Regions from separate parts of the Mus musculus genome. Here region 1 is linked to region 2. A link is a contact called in public Hi-C data. All regions are on one chromosome and are shown on one strand. Each heading gives the region's core, a stretch centred on a gene start, on an enhancer-like site or on the middle of the called end of the contact. The rest is flanking DNA. Distances are from core to core; before and after follow the strand shown. Region 1 holds the start of Med4 (mediator complex subunit 4). Region 2 has its middle 31 kb from the start of Gm35450.

Evidence for each region. A called contact is a pair of places that touch in the nucleus more often than the background predicts.
Region 1: a Hi-C map of B cells shows a contact between it and region 2, with 11 read pairs. The contact joins the promoter of Med4 here to the enhancer-like site in region 2. A contact is called at or near these places in 1 of 15 datasets of contacts at CTCF or cohesin (CD8 T cells), 2 of 484 Hi-C or Micro-C datasets (B cells and the N1E-115 cell line) and 1 of 9 other capture datasets (adipose tissue).

The regions. Positions count from the first base shown.
Region 1 is chr14:73,506,674-73,512,925 of GRCm38.p6, reverse strand. It overlaps Med4 (mediator complex subunit 4), which reads right to left and starts at 2,877. Exons shown (of 7, transcript NM_026119.3): 1 at 2,741-2,877; 2 at 1,705-1,771. The coding sequence starts at 2,865.
Region 2 is chr14:73,440,470-73,446,556 of GRCm38.p6, reverse strand. No RefSeq gene overlaps it. Among named protein-coding and RNA genes, the nearest start is that of Gm35450, 31 kb to the left of the region's middle. Within about 2 kb of position 4,481, at least 124 of the 459 cell types and tissues checked have an H3K27ac peak or open chromatin away from gene starts, as enhancers often do. A contact at or near this core is called in B cells, CD8 T cells and adipose tissue, where this site is marked.

The sequences.
Region 1 (6,252 bases), core at 1,628-4,127, 68 kb before region 2:
CCTTAATTTAAATCCACTATTTTTCATAGGTTTTAATAATTATCATTACTGTTAACATAAAGATAGTGAAATCTTAAAGATAAGGAGGCAGGATGGCGGTTCCCAAAGGGTGCAGGTGTGAGATATGACACTGGAAAAATACACTTGGATCTGGGCCTGGGTGGCAGCTCCCTGTTATCTGCACCATCAGGGAGCTCTCAGCACTACTCCCAATAGGCCACCCAGTGCCACCATTGGCAGCAGCCAGCTCGCCTGCACACACTCCTCCAGAGCCAGCTCCACTGTGCTGCCCAGTCAAGGGACTGGGCCAGCTCTCCTGCTCTCACACCCTAAGGGCTGGCTCACCCATACCTTCACCATCAGCTCTAGCTCAGGTGGTGCAGACCCACCCTCCTGAGTGCTACAGCTAGGGAGTGGGCAAGGCTAAGTCTCCTATATTCATGCCTTGGGGCCGACTCTCCAGACTACCACAGATGACAGGGGAAGAGGGGGAGGGCATCACCCCTGCACCCACACCACCTCATAACAGACAAGTGGCAGGGCCCACTCTCCAAAGTGCTGCAGGCAGCAAGGGGCAGGGCCAGCTCTCTCAACTACTGTAGGTGGTAAGGGGCATTCCCCCCCACACCCAGGAAACCTCACAGTAGATGAATGGCTGGGCCAGCTCGGGGCTGGGTCACCTATGCTCCCCCACCCAGGGACAGCTCTACTGTGCCGTCCTGGTGAGGTGCGGCGTCAATTCTCCTAAGCGCTGTAGCCATCAGGAAGCAGGGCAGCTCACCCACTCTTATGACCCTGTGGTGACCAGAGTATGTTTTAGAGTATCCAAGGCTACATACAAAGAGAAACCTTGTCTTGAACACTACCCCTCCACACACACACACACACACACACACACTCCAAAAAGAGAAAGGAAGAAAGCACAGGGAAGGAAAGGAAAGAGAATGGATGAACAGTATACATAGCGTGTAAGAGTGAGAGGATCTTTGATTTCCATTCAAGTTTCACGGGGATAAAGCAGCAACATACAGGTGTTTATAATAACAACTTCCTCCCAGCATTCTATCTTTGTCTCCATTTTGTAAGGTTGTGTTGATTAACTCAAAAGTAAGGAATAAAATTTGTATCCAGACCAGGAAGAACGTCAACTCACAGCGATGTGTCTCCCTGGGACACTCCGGTGCTGGGATTTAAGGTGTGAGCCACTATGTATGGCTGGGAACTTTCATAGGCACTGTGTTACATAAGTGCTATAAAGAAAAGTATCAATGTGCCGGGCACACTGACACGGACCTTTATTAATCCCAGAACTCGGAGGCAGAGGCAGGCCAAGGGCTGTGGGTTTGAGACCAGCCTGGTCTACGGAATTACAGAACAGGCAGTGAGACAATCTCAGAAAAACCCAAAAATAAAATAATGCTTTTTTTTTTTTTTTTTTAAGTATCAACTTAAAAGACTTCAAGAAGCATCCCTACTCTCACACAAAATAAATATGAACTTTCAAACATTAACTTATCTCTCTTATTTTTTTTTCAAGAAAGGGTTTATCTGTGCTGGCTGCCCTAGAACTCCCTCTGTAGACCTGGAAGTCAGAGATCCACCTGCCACTCCCCCACAAGTGGTGGGATTGAAGGTGCGAGCCACCACTGCCCGGCATTAATAACTTTTTAATAAAAAACAAACAAACAACAACAAAAAGTTTACCTGGTTTTCCTCTTCCAGCTGTAATAGCTTCTGATTTCTTGAAATTGCAAGCATTTCTATGAGTTCCCTAAAAGAAAAACACCCATCACGGTATGGTGATACTTGCCTGTAAACTCAGTGTTTGGGAGGACTCAGACCAGCCTCAGATATCTAGTGAAACCTTTTCATAACACAGTAGAAACACAAAAGAAACTGTTTAAATTGCTCCCTGCCCCAACCGATTGTTGGGTTTATGGTCCTCCTAACATGCTGGACTCTCATGGTGACTACAAACACTTCAGCATTCGCTGGCTAACTGCACGTGATAAAGACTCAGCTGTGATTTACAAGAAAACCTCCTGACTCAACTATGTAGGTCTGTAGGCCAATAGTGCTGCCATTTGTGTAAATTATGTTTTCTTGTAAGACGGTGGCCATGGCTGCCTTCCCTTGATAAGACTTCAACTGATAGATTTAAGACTATCACGACGATGTGGAGTGTGACATCCAATTTACTCTATCTCGGCCACACACCAGCCAACCCCACTGTGCCCTGCCTGATGTTTCCAGGCTTTTTCAGATGATGGGCTATCTATCAGACGCCTAACAAATCTGATTTGACTAGCAGCCCATTTCTTGGGGACGTGTGCCCTGCTACCACCAGAATAGGAATCCCATCGGTGGACTGCAGGAGGCTGCGGCTCAACCCTTAGAAATCTGGTCCATAGCGTTTTAACACATTTGTCTCTCCTGTCACCCTGGGCTCCTTCGTGTTGGCATCTAGCCTCCCCTTGACTACTGGGGGGAAGCGTGCTTTTAAATGTCTGTTGCGTGTCAATGACTGAGGGGGCTCGGATCTGCCCCTCTTACCGGCTACTAAAGTTTTGACTGCCTTGGTTTCCAGGTCATGTGACTGAGATGTCCCCTTGGCGGGGAAATGCGGCCCAAAGCCCCCGAAGGCCCTAGACCCCACGTCCAACGGAGCCTCCCAAGCCCGCCTACCCAAGTCAGCGCCCACAGCCGAGCCGGCCGGAGCAGGCTCCCGGGCCGCGGTTACCTCGACAAGACCTCCAGATCTTCCAGCGCAGACAGAAGCCGCTCTCGCGTACTGCCAAGGCCGGCCATTCCCGAAACGCCTCCCATCCGCTCCTTTTCCTTCTCACCACTTGAAGAAGCCGCCATCGCCCCGCTGACCACCAGCCGTCGCATGCGCAGTGTGAGCTAGCCACAGGAGGGGCGGAACCGGAAGAAGGAAAGAAGAGTAATAGAGGTCGGGACGGAGAGGTCCGGCTAGAGCGCCGCCTATGTGCCTGGAGGTGCACTACAGTTCTAGCGCCATCTACAGGGCAAAGGAGGGCTTGTGACTCGTTCCAATCTGACATGCTCCAACCGGACCCAGGATGAGAGATGCAGTTCCCAGTCTCCTGGGTTTTATTTCCTCAGCATCAGTGGAAGGCTTCTAACAAAAGATTTTTTTTTTAAACTGGGGAAATTACATAATTATTAACTTCTATTTTGTCTGTATTCCGATAAAATCCCAGCCATCAAGTTTGGTCTCTCGTGAAGTTGTAGTAAACTTAGAGCAGGAAGTAAAATCTTTTCTTCCCTCCCCATTCCGTTGTTTGGTAGCAAAATACATATAATTGGCCTATAGACCAGGCTGGTCTCGAACTCAAGAGATCTGCCTGCATCTCGAGTCCTGGGGTTAAAGGGGTGTACCACCATGCCCCGCTACTAAAATTCAGTATCTTAACCATTGTATGTGTAGGGTTCACTGCCACTAAATTGCTGTTAAGCAAGGCAGTTGTGAGGCATGCCTTTAATCCCAACACTCAAGGAAGCAGAGGCAGGCAGATCTCCTGAGTTAGAGACTAGCCTGGTCACAGAGTGACTTCCAGGACAGCCAGGGTTACACAGAGAAACCTCGTCTCAAAACAAAACAAACAAACAAAAAATTGCGGCTAAATAACATCCCCAAAACTCTTCAACTTGTAAAATGTAAAAAAGGTGTGCTCATGAAGGTCTGACTTCCCGTTCCTGAAAACCACACTGTACTTTCTGTTTGTCTGGCTATTCTATGCATTTTGAATGAGTAGAATCACATGTTCTAGTTTGGGGCTTGGGGGTTTGCTTGTTATTATTTTTTGGTTTTGGGGGATTTGGGCTTTGTTTGGTTGGCTTGCTTTCTTTCTTTCTTTCTTTCTTTCTTTCTTTCTTTCTTTCCTTCTTTTCAGACCGAATCTTGTTGTGTAAACTAGTCCTAAACTAAGAAGGAACTCACTTTCTCATTACAGCCTACTGAATGCTGAGCCCCTATAGCAGGCTGATTCATTTAGCATAATGCTATCATGGTTCATGTACATTGGAATAGGTGCCAGAATACCCCTCCCTTGAAGTCTGAATAATACTTCCTGTATGTGCTAACCGTACCCCCTATCAGATGGCATTTAGCTGGGTTACCTTCTTGGTTTTCGGAACTCATCTTTAGGCCTGTATATCTTCCAACAAACTGCTCTGCTCTTTATTCAAGGTGACTGTTGAAATGAATGAATCAATAGTGTAAACTGTCATTCAAGAAAATAGTGTAGGGCTAGAGAGATGGCTCAGAGGTTAAGAGCACTAACTGCTCTTCCAAAGGTCCTGAGTTCAAATCCCAGCAACCACATGGTGGTTCACAACCATCCATAATGAGATCTGATGCCCTCTTCTGGTGTGTCTGAAAACAGCTACAGTGTACTCACATATAATAAATAAACAAATCTCTAAAAAAAAAAGAAAGAAAGAAAGAAAGAAAGAAAAGAAAAGAAAAAAAGAAGAGAAAAGAAAAGAAGAGAAGAGAAAAGAAAAGAAAAGAAAAGAAAAGAAAAGAAAAGAAAAGAAAAGAAAAGAAAAGAAAAGAAAAGAAAAGAAAAAGAAAATAGTGTAAATCATCTGCAAAGCACCTAATTCCAAGGCAGGCCTGGGTGTCAACACTGAAGCTGCACCTCCTCCCACTCCTGCAGAGATCAACACAGCAGGGAACTTTCCCTACCTAGGCTCCAGTTATTGGCAGTGGGGACTCCATGCTGAGTCATGTTGCTGTTATCAAAAATAAGGTGCCATTCACAGGCAGTGGTCATGACTGTGTGCTGTCTTCATTTCAGGTCTAGTCCTGCCCACTGTCCTGTGGAGTCCGACTCAAGAACTCCAGAGCTGGCAATCCCCGGGGAGACTCATGTTTATAAATCCACTCATAAGCAAAGCTGTGTAATTCGGAATGTCAATGAAAAAAGAATGGTGCGGAGCGCATTTCCCCATAAAGAAACCTACAGGAAAGCCCGTGACCGCAATAGTTGTTTGGTGAACTTGAATTAGAACAAATGAGGGGAGGTTCCACACTTGGTGCAGCCTCGAGACTGTGTGTCTCCAGAGTGTGGGGAGATCTGTGTTAGAGATCAGAACATTTGTGCTCACGAGACAGGGTGCCTCCTTCCTTATACAGTGCAAGGGACGCACGGATTGCTTTTGTTTTCTGCCCTTCCCCTATCTCTTTGGTCCCTTCCTGTGAGCACATCAATCAACAGACATCATAATGAATTTTATTTATAAACGGGGGGGGGGGGGGGGGGAGCGCCTAACAAAAACATACAAAAGTTTAACCCCATTGCCTCCAGAGCCTCACGTTCTACCACGTGCAGCTCCATGGAGGGAATTACTTTCACCGTTTGCTCCCCAATTTTAAGATGCCATACATATACCCTGTGGTTTTACTGGATTCCTTTATGAACGTATTTCTTTCCTACGATGATGAATCAAGATTCCACGGCTCACCAACGCCCCGCCCCCTTTCCTCTGTCACCGTAGGATGACGTATTCTATGATATCCAGGATGCGCACACGCTCCACTGTTATTTGCATGTTTCTATGTGGTTATCACTCGCATCAGAGATCCAACACAAAGCTCTGCAGAGATTTCTACAGAGAAGACTTTCAAAAGACAGATATGTAGTTCTGCTCGATGAAAACTTTTCTTCGTTATACATTTATGATTTTTTAAAATTTTTTTTTTGAGACAAGATCTCAACTACATAACTTTGGCTGCCCTAGAATTTTCTTTGTAGACCAGGCTGACCTAGCCCTCTGCCTCTGCCTGCCATGATATTAAAAATGTGCCCCACCGTGCTCAGCTGTATTAGTCTTACCGTGGATAAAAAGGTGTGAAAGTTTGAAGACAGGTCCTTCAAGGGGGTGATTAAGTTAATTGGGGGTTATTAGGGTGGGGGCCCTGTCTAATCTGACTGGGACCCAGGGAGAGTCGGAGATGTGCCAGAGATATGAGAAAAGGCCTTGGGAGGACACAGTGAGGTAGCTTTCCTCAGAGGGAAACCAGGTCTGCCTGCTCCAGGCTCCTTGGACTGAGCCACTGATCTCCAAAAAAGTGGAACTGTGGGAGCAGCCCCAGAGGCTCACGCGGAGGGCTTGCATGTCAGTCAGCATCTACAGAGCTCAAGGAGCTGCACTGCCTCACACTGGTAAGGCTCACTGAAGCCAGGGCCTTCTCAAGATCAGGCAAGCACTCACCACTGAGCT
Region 2 (6,087 bases), core at 3,232-5,731:
TTTGTGCATGTCTGTGTAGGGGTATGTGTGTATGTGTATATGTAGGGGTATGTGTGTGTGCATGTGTGTGTATGTGTCTGTGTGTAGATGTATGTGTAGGGGTGTATGTGTCTGTGTGTGTAGGAGTATGTGTGTGTCTGTGTGTGTAGGAGTATGTGTGTGTCTGTATGTGTAGGGGTATGTGTGTGTGCATGTGTGTAGGATATGTGTGTGGTCTGTGTGTGTGTGTCTGTGTGTGTGTGCATGTATGTGTGTGTGCATGTATGTGTGTGCATGCATGTGTGTGTGTGTGTGTTCCTAGGGACTAAGCACTGGTACTGAGTGTGCTGTGCCTTTCACGTTCCCTTTACCTTCTGCCCTCCTTGACTTCTGTCCACTAAAGCAACCAAAGCCCTCAGGATGGGATTAATGTTTGACAGAGTTAAACTTCCTGCTAATATGACAAGGGAGGCATGACCAGGGAGCCGAGAGACAGCTGCACCCATGGTACATGGGGACTTTCTGAACAAGCCTGGGCAAGCGCCCTCTGTTCTTGATGACTATCTGTAATTTCCACTTGGGAGCCCAAATTACAGTTGCTTATTTGCCTTAGCAGTGAGGTTGCAGCCAGAGGCAGCATGGGGCATGCCTGTTGTCAGAGTGGAGTCACTTCAAGGGTGATGTGTTTCTTGTATCAAAACCAGGGGAGATGGACTTAGAGTGGACACAAGGTGAGGGCTGAGAAGGAGGTAGACACAGAAATCCAGAAGTTCCACGCGGAGGGTAGTCAGTTTTCTTACTGGTGCTATAAAGCCAGTTACTATAAACCAGTTCCTCCTGCTGCTGCAGGCAAGAATCCTCTGAATACTGGGTACCAGCTGACAAAGAACTTTCCATGCATAGCTGTGAACCCATGGGTAGGGAGGGAAGTTTCTCAACTTTGGAACGTCCCTGGGTCAGCATGAAAGAAAATAAGCAGTTTTCACCACACTAGAGCCAGGTTCTGTTTTCCTGAGACTGTGAAATTATTGTTTCCATTAAATGCAAACCACTGCCCCCTAAACAACTCTGTTCTAGGAGGTAAAAATTGTGTGGGCTCTGTAGACTGGGAGAGGCTACAGGAGCCAACTTGCTAATGACACTCTGCTGTGGAAGGTTCCAGAAAAGTTGTGTAGAAAGTGACTCATCCTCACCCCCACCCCTCAACATAGAAGCAGCCTCCTGCAGGAGTGTTGTTTTGCTGCTGTCATTTAGAGTGGGGGTGTAGCACCTGAACCAAGTGGATGCTTCAGGGGGACAGAAAGTTCCACACAGAAAATACAGAGGTGTTTCAAAGCGGGTGTTACAGTAGGAGGGAACAAGAGAAGCTGACAATAGCTGAAGAGAAGGAGAACCACCCTCCACCCTTCCCCGCCCCCCAAACATACAAACTCTTCTTCCTCCCTCCAGTGGGAGCTACTTGATAAATAATATTGAGTATGTGCACAGGCTCAGAAAGGAGAGGATGAAGCAGGGGGAAAAGATTTGGACATAAGGACATCTGAAAAGACCTCCCCATGCCCAGGTGGAAAGGGTTTGTAATCCCAGCACTTGGGAGGCCAGGTCAGGAGGGCCCTCAGGGCTTGCTGGCCAGCTAGCATAATGAGCTAACCGCAGATCTCTCCAGAAGATAGAGTCCCACTTCAAAAAGAAAGTGAGCTGGCTGGAGAGTTCGCTCAGTGATAGAGAGCTGGCCTAGCGTGCAGGAGGCCCAAGTTTCAACCCTAGTACTCTGAAAAAAAACAAACAAGCAAGGCCAATGGATCCAGAGGAAAGGCACTCAAAGCAGATCTGGGTCTTCACAGGCATGGACACACACAGGTCACTAGTCTTAAAGCTTTTTGGGAGAAGGGTGTCTTTTTTGTTTTAATATAAGAGAAAATTCTTCCTTTCCCCCTAGAGAAACTGATCTCTACCTTTTTTTTTAAGTTTTTTTTTTAAAAAGATTTATTTATTTTTTATTATATGTAAATACACTGTAGCTGTCTTCAGACACACCAGAAGAGGGAGTCAGATCTCGTTACGGATAGTTGTGAGCCACCATGTGGTTGCCGGGATTTGAACTCAGGACCTTCAGAAGAGCAGTCAGGTGCTCTTACCTGTTGAGCCATCTCACCAGCCCCCTACTGATCTCTACCTTAAAGGCACCTGAAGTTCCATCATTGGCGACGCCTTCCTTTGTGTATTGCAGGTGACCCGACATTTTAGTGGCTTCAATCAGAAGGCGAATACTCGAATACTCATGAGGCTGATAAACAATTTCCACTGGCATCAGAATCTTTTACAAATACATTTTCTGCAGCCTGTGCACATACACACTCCATCCCCCAACCCAAACTACAGCTACAACCCTTCTGCCACAGTTGAATTCCTCATGTCTCTGGCTACTTCCAGGCCCTTGATACAGTTGACTTCCACTGTAGGCAACGGTTTGGCTACTGCAAGCTGAACCAGCAGTGTGTAGCTAAGAAGGAAAAAGAAGAAAAACAAGAAAGAGTTGTGTATGTGTGTTGGGGGGGGGGCGCGTTGTTATTTATTGTTGTTGGGTTGTTTAGTTTTTCAAGATAGCGCTTCTCTGTATAGCCCCAATTATCCTGGAACTCAATCTGTAAATCAGCGATTCACCTGCTTCTGCCTCCCAAGTGCGGGATTAAAGGGGTTGCCACCACACTTTAAACAGACAGTTGTTTCATTTTGTTGTTTGCTTTCTGGCCCAGCAAGATGGCACCCTGGAGGAACAGGGAAGTGAGCGCTCACAATGCAAATGGAGCAAACTGAATTCGATCCCTGGAACCTACATAAGGTGACAGGAAAGAGCCAATTCTAGTCAGGCGTGGTGGCGCATGCCTTTAATCCCAGCACTCGGGAGGCAGAGGCAGGCAGATTTCTGAGTCTGAGGCCAGCCTGGTCTACAGAGTGAGTTCCAGGACAGCCAGAGAAACCCTGTCTCAAAAAACAAACAAACAAAAAGAAAGAAAAAAAAAAGAGCCAATTCTGAGAGTGTTCTGTGACTTCCACATGTGTTCCCACACAAGACACATCATGAACACACGTGTACAATAATCCAAGCTTAGAATGCCCCCACGCACGGTCTGCACCAGGGTCAGCGCCGATACTTTCCTCCATTAAATAAGTCCTTGCTCCTCTACCCCTTTGCCCTTCACTCTTTTTTTCTCTGTTGCAATCCCCCCATCCCTTTCTCCTCTTCACTCAAAAGGCAACAACATATCAGGATGCAATTTGCATGGTGTTTCAGTGACTTAATCATTTTGTATTTTCTTTCCATGTCAGCTTTATATTTTGCTCAACCATGTAGTTATTTCATAGTGTTGGATTGTTATTGTTGTTGTTGTTGGGTCAGTGACTGCAATAGAAAAAGACTAGTCCCTTACCTCTGTCACATGACAGTGAGACTGAAGGAGGCAGTGCTCAGGTGTCAAGGACCACAGGGACATTGGCAAGTGTTAAAGGGCAGAAATAGATGACCTTGGAGTCAGGAAAAAAAGAAGAAAAATCCCAAGATTTCCATTCCGTGGGATTTGCAGAGAACAAACTGATCATCTGCCCTGGCCAAATTTACACGGGGAATTGGTAGCTAGAAATTTCATAGTTTGTTCTCTACTTAGATTCTACCCATGAGTCCTTGAATGGAGTCTAACAGAGAGCCCAGAGTTATCCTATAGACTTGGGACAATAGCAAAGTGCCTGCCTTCTTCCATGCTGGCCTCCCTTGCACTCCTTTAGGGCATACATGGCCCTGGAGAGATGACTTGGCAGCTAACAGCCATTACTGCTCTTACAGAGATCCTCACTTTGGTTCCTACCATTACATGGTGGCTCACAATCGCCTGCTAGTCCACCTCGAGGGGATCCTTTATGCTTTTCTGGACACACACACGCACACACACACACACACACACACACCATACCCCACACACACACACCACACACACACACACCATACCACACACACACACACACACCATACCACACACACACACACCATATCACACACACACACACACACACACACACACACACACCACACCACATACACACCATACCACACACACACACACACCATACCACACACACACACACCACCAGACATGCATACAACTAAAACCCATTTTTATAAAAATCTCAATAAAAGCTGTATAGATAAAAATCAAGTAAAACCTAACCCCAAGAACCCTGCCAAGAGCAAAGAGCCTCCGCAGGCCCACAAAGGTAGTGTGTGCAGTGCAGGCATGAACAGGAAGATATCTCCAGCTCCATCCCATGTTCAGCAGCAGTGGGGGACAGGGACAAGTTACTTCCCCCAAGTTGTTTCTCAGCCCCAGCTGGTGAAGCCTTCCTCATCTGCCCCCAACGCTGGAAGTGTTTTTGTTAGTCATAGGGTGAGCACGTCCAGCCCCTGGGTTCACTCAGCTGCAGAGGGCTCCATTCTGCAAAGAAAATGCAATATAGAGTTGCTTGCCCTCTGACCACTTCCTCAGACCAGCATGTGACACAGCTGCTGTTGGCCACAGTCAGCTGTCTGGAATTCCTTTTTTTTTTTTTTTTTTTTTAAAGTCACATCTCGATTTGAAACAGTGATCATTGAAGGTCCACTACCTACAGATTCTGATTTCAAGATTAGCTCTCTGTAAAAAAAAAAAAAAAAAAAAAGAGTGGCCCAATCATTTTTCTCAGTAGAAACTGAGAAACTCACATGGAATGTGCTCATTATTCTGATAGATGTGGGTAATAGCAAAACTGATACAGGAAATAGTCAAGACTATCACACCAGAGTTCTGTTGAAAGCAGAGGCCTGAAAATAGTTTAAATCTTGACTCATTTGAAGAGAAGGAGGAAGAGGAGAGAGGGGAGGAGGAGGAGGAGGAGGAGGAGGGGGAAGAGGAGGAGGAGGAGGAGGAGGAGGAGAAGAAGAAGAAGAAGAAGAAGAAGAAGAAGAAGAAGAAGAAGAAGAAGAAGAAGAAGAAGAAGAAGAAGAAGAAGAAGAAGAAGAGAAGAAGAAAAAGAAGAAATAGTGAAATCAACAAATTGGGTAAGTTCCTTTCTCAACTGTCATGAGAAATTCTGTGGTCCCTGACCCATGCTAACCTGGTTGAGGGCCAGCAGAGCAGCCCACAAGGCAGCAGAAAGAGTTCTTTTTCATGTAAATGGCACATACCAGCCTTGCATTTTTCTGTTGTGTAAGACAGCAGATGCTGGCGAGGATGTGGAGAAAGAGGAACACCTCCATTGTTGGTGGGATTGCAAGCTTGTACAACCACTCTGGAAATCAGTCTGGTGGTTCCTCAGAAAATTGGACATAGTACTACCAGAGGATCCAGCAATACCTCTCCTGGGCATATATCCAGAAGATGTCCCAACCAGTAAGAAGGACACATGCTCCACTATGTTCATAGCAGCCTTATTTATAATAGCTAGAAGCTGGAAAGAACCCAAATGCCCCTCAACAGAGGAATGGATACAAAAATGTGGTACATTTACACAATGGAGTACTACTCAGCTATTAAAAAGAATGAATTTGTGAAATTCCTAGGCAAATGGTTGGACCTGGAGGGTATCATCCTGAGTGAGGTAACACAATCACAAAAGAACTCAAATGATATGTACTCACTGATAAGTGGATACTAGCCCAGAAACTTAGTATAGCGAGATATAAGGTACAATTTGCAAAACACATGAAACTGAAGAAGAACAAAGACCAAAATGTGGACACTTTGCCCCTTCTTAGAATTGGAAACAATCACCCATGGAAGGAGTTACAGAGACAAAGTTTGGAGCTGAGACAAAAGAATGAACCATCTAGAGACTGCCATATCCAGAGATCCATCCCATAATTAGCCTCCAAACAATGACACAATTGCATACACTAGCAAGCGTTTGTTGCAAGGACCATGATATAGCTGTCTCTTGTGAGACTAGGCTGGGGCCTAGCAAACACAGAAGTGGATGCTCACAGTCAACTATTGGATGGATCACAGGGCCTCCAATGGAGGAGCTAGAGAAAGTATCCAAGGAGCTAAAGAGATCTGCAACCCTGTAGGTACAACATTA